Regions from separate parts of the Mus musculus genome. Here region 1 is linked to region 2. The links are chromatin contacts, called in public promoter capture Hi-C maps. All regions are on one chromosome and are shown on one strand. The core of a region is the stretch at or near the end of the contact, and the rest is flanking DNA. Distances in the headings are between cores, read along the strand shown. Region 1 has its middle 19 kb from the start of Gm46948. Region 2 holds the start of Vps50 (VPS50 EARP/GARPII complex subunit).

What was found. Promoter capture Hi-C pulls out the DNA fragments that hold promoters and counts their contacts.
Region 1: a promoter capture Hi-C map of hippocampal neurons shows a contact between it and region 2, with 2.1 times the contacts expected there. The contact joins the enhancer-like site here to the promoter of Vps50 in region 2. A contact is called at or near these places in 2 of 39 promoter capture datasets (cranial neural crest and hippocampal neurons) and 1 of 115 datasets of contacts at active chromatin or transcription factors (embryonic limb bud).

Annotation. Positions count from the first base shown.
Region 1 is chr6:4,482,351-4,485,239 of GRCm38.p6, reverse strand. No RefSeq gene overlaps it. Among named protein-coding and RNA genes, the nearest start is that of Gm46948, 19 kb to the right of the region's middle. RefSeq lists an enhancer at 1-1,777. Within about 2 kb of position 1,424, at least 43 of the 459 cell types and tissues checked have an H3K27ac peak or open chromatin away from gene starts, as enhancers often do. A contact at or near this core is called in embryonic limb bud, where this site is marked.
Region 2 is chr6:3,497,095-3,500,213 of GRCm38.p6, reverse strand. Vps50 (VPS50 EARP/GARPII complex subunit) reads right to left here and starts at 1,821. Exons shown (of 28, transcript NM_024260.5): 1 at 1,659-1,821. The coding sequence starts at 1,691. It also overlaps a transcript of Hepacam2 not described here.

The sequences.
Region 1 (2,889 bases), core at 175-2,674, 990 kb before region 2:
TTTTATTTGGGCCTATGATCCAATTTTCTTTAGTACGCCACAGTGTCCCCTGGTTCTGGGTACTCCGACTTATTTTTCATGTTTACCTGGAAAGCATTTTCTATGCTTTGTTCCATGTGCTGTAGCTTTTATGGGAATTTGTTTAGTTTTCCTCTGAATGTAAACGTGTTCTTAGAGGCTTAGGTGCTTCTCTCACATGAAGCCAGTCAAGCTTCTCTGCCGCAGCAAGCTCTGTGTTCTTGCTGATTATCAGGGACATTCTGTTGGGCAGAATGGAAACAGTGCTACAACAGTAATTAGATTTCATCGGGATGATAACCAGCAAGATTTTTTAATTGCAGAGAATGATCAGAATGGTATGTTTTGCTGCCACAGAATTTAATACGAGCAGCCCTTTATTAATAACAACCCCCTTTCCAAACATGTGGCGTGTATTTGCGGTTCATCTCCACTATGGCCTAATGATGTTAGATTCCTTTCATTAGTAAAAAAGGCTCAAGAAAAATCTACATATCTAGATAACCAACCCAGTAGCAGACCCAGAAGGGAATTAAGTGTCTAACTTATAGTCCCATCGCCTCTCAATGGTCAGCTGCTCAGCAGAGAAAAAGCCAGTTTTCTAAGTGTTTAGACCACTCCCTAAGCTGCCCCTTCACTTTCAAGAATGTAAACAAAGAAATGTCTACTGTTGTGATTAGTTTTAATTGAGTGAAGGATGAGAGTGAAAGGAAGCAGCAATTTGGGTTGTTAGAGCCTAAACATCTTGGACCTCTGTGGCACTTACAGACCCCCCTCCACTTCCCTTTCTTCCTGTCTAGAGAGGACTGGGGAGACCAAAAGGAAAGCAGAAACAGATGTGTACAGGTCTTGGTGACCTGCCAAGAGGCTGATGTTTTATGCAGATACCCACACAAGCACAGCCGATAAATGTTCCATAAATCCACAGCTGCATCCCTTCAACAGGTACCAAACAATGCGGAAAGTCTGCATTTTTTCAAGGGGACAGGGGCTCTGAAAGTCTGAGGTCCAAGGCTCTGCACACAGAATTCCATTTCTCCTCCAAATTGTCTGCAGCGTCGTTTGCTAAGCATTGTGGGACTCCGGTCTTAACTGATTGCAAATGTCTCTGAGGTAAAGTTTTCCATGGGAGTCACCAGCTGGATTTGGCCAGTGTTCATTCTCTCTTGAGGTAAAATTTGCCAAAAGGGGACGGGTAATAATGAGATTCCCACCCTCAAGTCCTGACGTGGCCATAAGAAGAAGCTGTCAACTGGGGTTTGTTTTCCATGCAACAGAAGTGCAGAGCACTTACAGAGACCAGGTAAAGTCATTAAAAAAAAAGTAACTGGACTCTTACTTCTGCTCAGCCAGAGGACTTCCAGTGGTTTGTGAGTACAGCCCCCAAAAAAAGAGGAGCAGTTTCCAGAAAAAACACCTTAAGCCGCCAAGCCAAGCAATCTTCTTAAAGTGGGTAAAAGCAGGGCTGGCAGGGTGCAGCTTGGAAGCCAGAAACCTTCCTTGTTTCCTTTGCCTGCTCTCGTGGACCCGAATCCTGGATTTTAATAAGGCAGCAAAATTGAATTGCCAGGAAGAACGGAGCTGTCACCTGCTGTGTATCTTCATTAAGAATTGAAATTCTTCAAAATAAGCTTTCCCACCAGGATTAAAAGACAGAAAATCTATTGTCACAATTTCTGGATGTTTGTTCTTGTATTTCCCAAGGGTCAGAAGTCGTCATTAAAACACATAGTTCTCTTCAAATTGGACTTCCTTGAAAAGAGTGTTATTAGTTCTTTTTTTTTTCCTTTAAAGGAATCATAAGTAGAGGGAAGACAGGGTTGGCCTTTCCAAAGCAAAACTGTAAGTTAGTAGGTACTCAGTACCTTTGCCTGAGATATTCATGTCTGTTGACTTCTAAGCAAAGGTCAGAGCGACTTTCTGAGTTATTCTGGCGAAGTTTCTTCTGTTTGCTCTCCAGATAATGTCAGCAAGGCTACTATCCCGTAGCTCAGCCTTCAGCATAGCATAGATACTGAATGTTTATAAATCAGTGTCTCACTAAGTTGTCCAGGCTGGTCTTGAACTTACTTCGTGACCTGAGCCTGCTTTGAACTTGTGATGCTCCTGCTTCAGTCCACAGAGTAGCCTTCTGGCTACAGCAGTGTGCCACAAGTTCCAGGTGAAGGTTTTCTTGTTGTTATTTCTAAGTCATATTATTTGGGGAGGAAACTCAAATAATTGTCTTCTGGTAACAGTGTAGTCTAAACTGGAGTGGCCCTCCACTTTTCAGGGCTTGCCGTGTTCTTCCTAGGACAAAGCAGCGGTGGCTGTATCATACTCATTTGTCTTTGGCTTTTATTGTACTATGTTGCTCCACTGTGCAAGGTAGAGTCAGTGACTGTTTATCTTTATACATGGGCTTGGTCCAGACACAAACTCCCTTATATTTTGATGCAACGTCTACACTGATGTCATTTCAAGAATAAGGAGAGATGGCACTGAGACCCTCTTTTCCACAGTTTTTAAAAGATCACCAAGTATATTTCATCTATTTTGCTCAGTTTTGTGTAGTGGTAAATTATTAAAGTCTGCTCTATGCTCCTGGCTGTGCACCTGCCCAAGAGCACTGGATTCATGAATGAAACACACACACACACACACACACACACACACACACACACACACACAAAACTTTATATTTAATATGCCTTGATTAGCTCAGTGATTTTGCCACTCCAGAACCTCTACGTGGCTAACACACTACCCTCCGATATGGTTGAGTTAATATTTGCTAAATCTACATTTTGTTTCTGCTACCCCAGACCCAATTGGGATAGTGGCCCCTGGAGCAGCTTTCCTCAATTCTTACATATCGGTGGGCTTTCCCTC
Region 2 (3,119 bases), core at 572-3,071:
TGAGCTTTAAACATATATAATTAGGGCCACACATTTGCATAAACCTGTTAACTTTACATTACTATTATTTATACAGTAGTTTCTTGTATACGTTCTAAAGATTTTTTTTCTCCAACTAACTACAGATATAACCTACTATAATTCAGTAAACTGTGTGAGGCTTAAGAATTCACACTTTCTGCAGAGTCAGCATTACATTTACAAACATTATGGATATATTATCACCAGTTCTCTGGAATTCTTTGGAATTTAAGGAGAGCACCAACCTTAGGAAGAAAAAACCCAAATGCAGCAGCCCAAGGTATTTATAAGCTGTATGGCAGACAATGGACTATGCTGCTTAACAGGCAAGACCAAGGAGACAGAACGCAAAACCAGAATGTAGTCATCCAAATCTGAGGGGCTCCTGAGTGTCTGCTCCCTCTCCTCTCACCTCAGGATGGAGCAGCCTCCAAACCTATTCTCAAGTAAGAAGCAGCAAGACGCACAGCGCCAGTGTCCAACAACGTGAAAGGCTGCTAAGTGCCTCTGCCCCCTGCTTGTTTGTTTTATTATTCATAGAAAATTTTTTCCTAGTTTCTCGACTCAAATCAAGAAAAAGAAAAGCATTATGCAAGGATCACGTACGTACTGTCTATAAGAAATTACAAGTGTCTGTCCCACTACTGCTGACACTTTGAATCCTCAAGCAGGACAAGAAGTCTTCTGTTCTCTTGTTAAGAAAAAGAAATTATAAGTGAAGCTTTAAAGAAAGGACTCTACCAACATTTCTAAGCCACAATGATTTTAAAACTCATCTAAATTGCACTTCTTTCTTATTAAAACAAAGAAAAATTCTAATTATGTTTCAGTAGCTAAAAATGCTACAGTCAAAACAAAGGTTTCTGAAATAAAATGATCAATAAATACCTAAAAAAAACATACATTTCTTCAACTCCTCGAAGGAAGTTGAGACACAGTATTAGGAAGCTCTAACATATGTGAGACAAGATATAGTACCAGTCTTATTCCTGAATTATCATTCTGAAAAAAAAAATTCTTTGTCAGAATTTTATTTTTTAAGTAGCAATACACAAAGAATGCTGACATATACTAGCTTACTGGTGACTTACAATGCGATACTTTGAGATGGGAGGGGGATAGAAAAGGAATTGTCATTCCCATGTTTAAATCCAAAAACACAGCTACAAGTTTGGAGAGTTACTGCCAATCCACAACACTACCAATGTTGGCTACAAACAGCCCTTTGCCTTCACCCTTGCTCTTTCGAGTTTTCTCTACTGCACAGACCCCACCTCACTTTCCAGGGCACCTACTGGCAAACGACCACCAGTGAGGACGAGGGGGACGCTGCAAAGCAGCTAAGGCTGTCCTGGAAAGGAAACTAAAGCAAAGGAGAAGGTACAAAGACAGCCCAGCTCCCTGATTGGCTTTGTCTAAACGAAATGTTTGTAGGAAGACACTTCTTTCAAGGAGTCGAGGTCGGATCTAGGAGGCTCAGTTGAGATTTCCAGTGTACTACTTAGCTGCCCAACACCCCTGAGCCCCGCCACCCACTATAACTTAAGCCTACGCCCGCCGCCACCAAGGAACTGGGCGTCTCGGCGCCTCTCACAGCCGGGAGCGGGAAGCTCTTTAGTTCAGAAAACAGAACTCACCTGCCGGGTCATGAGAGATTTGATTTTTTGCATGTCGAAGTCGAGAGACAATTACCCTGCCTCGGAGAAGTAACAAATCACATAATCCCACCAGACAGCCGGCTACAACACAGGGAAGCCATAGTGAGTCGTCACGTGGAGCTGCCCGCCTGGGTCAGCCTTCCTTTCCCCGAGCATGACGGGAAATGTAGTTTTCCGGCTGCAATCAAAGGAGGAGGCCAACTTCAGTACTACATTTCCCAAGAAGCAGTCGCTTCAATGAACTGGGACTCCTTCTGTTCCAGAGCCACTACCTGGACTTGGAAGAGCGTTGGGCGAGGCGAATACCTATGACTTAGGTAGTCTGGCCACTGAACTAAACAACTCTGAAGCGTCTGTAGATAGTCCACTTTGACAAGATGCCCTCTAGGAGTGCAAGAGAAAGCACACCTGGGCTAGAGAGGCGAGGAAAGAGACTGATTGACCTCCATAAAGAGCACTTGGAAAGGTGACTTAAGACAAGGAATTTCCCAGTGGCTCTGGGTGTGCCCTGAGGAAAGTGGGAGGCAGGACCCCTAAGATACTGATGGCCAGCCGTAGGTTCTTCTTCATTCTTGGCATTTCCTGAAAACGCTCTAGAAAAATCAAAGGATTTCGTCTACCCCACCTATCATTTTTCTACCTGCTTTAGCAAAGGCAAGTCGAGGCAGATGTCAGTAAGTATGAGGGCACTTGTCACTTTAAAGCCCTGATCTTGTTATTAGTAGTATAAAGGAGAAAGTAACGGGGTAACTTTGCTGTGGGGGGCAGCAAACCCAGAGCTAATAACAATAGGTAACAATGAAAACTTACGAATTGGGAGAAATTTTGTTAATGGCTTCATGTGTATGACCTTATGCATTTATCTACATGAGCATCTTTTCCTTGTTTTGTTTTGTTTTTGTACTACAATTTTTCATACAATATGTTCTGATCAGGTCTCCCCTCCCCCAACTCATCCTAGATCTGCCCCTACCGCCACACTTGCTTCCACGCACCTTCTTTCTTTCTCCCTCTAGAAAACAAAACATGCAAACAAACAAACAAAAAGATTGAAAAGGAAAGAAAGAAAAACACAAGAAACACACCCGCAAGCTCGTATGCATGAACATCTTCTGGAGTTACCATCATCTTCATGTTAAAAAATGGTGAAACAGGCATGGAGAAGTTAAGATACTTACCTAAGATTGTTAGACGTATAAACTGATGACTTAAATGCTTAAAGGTTCCCGGTATTATGCTGAGGAGTGACTCCTAAATCAGGACACCAGTGCCTTTTAACTACATTAGTTTAACGTATTATAAAAACTAATAACTAATGTTTTTATTATAAAAGCAAAGCATAAACTTGACTGTATGGAGGGTTGGACACTAGCTCAGAAATCGCCTATGCAGTTGCCTCCTCTAGTGGCTGGCTTTTCCTGCAGATGCACTTCTCTTTGG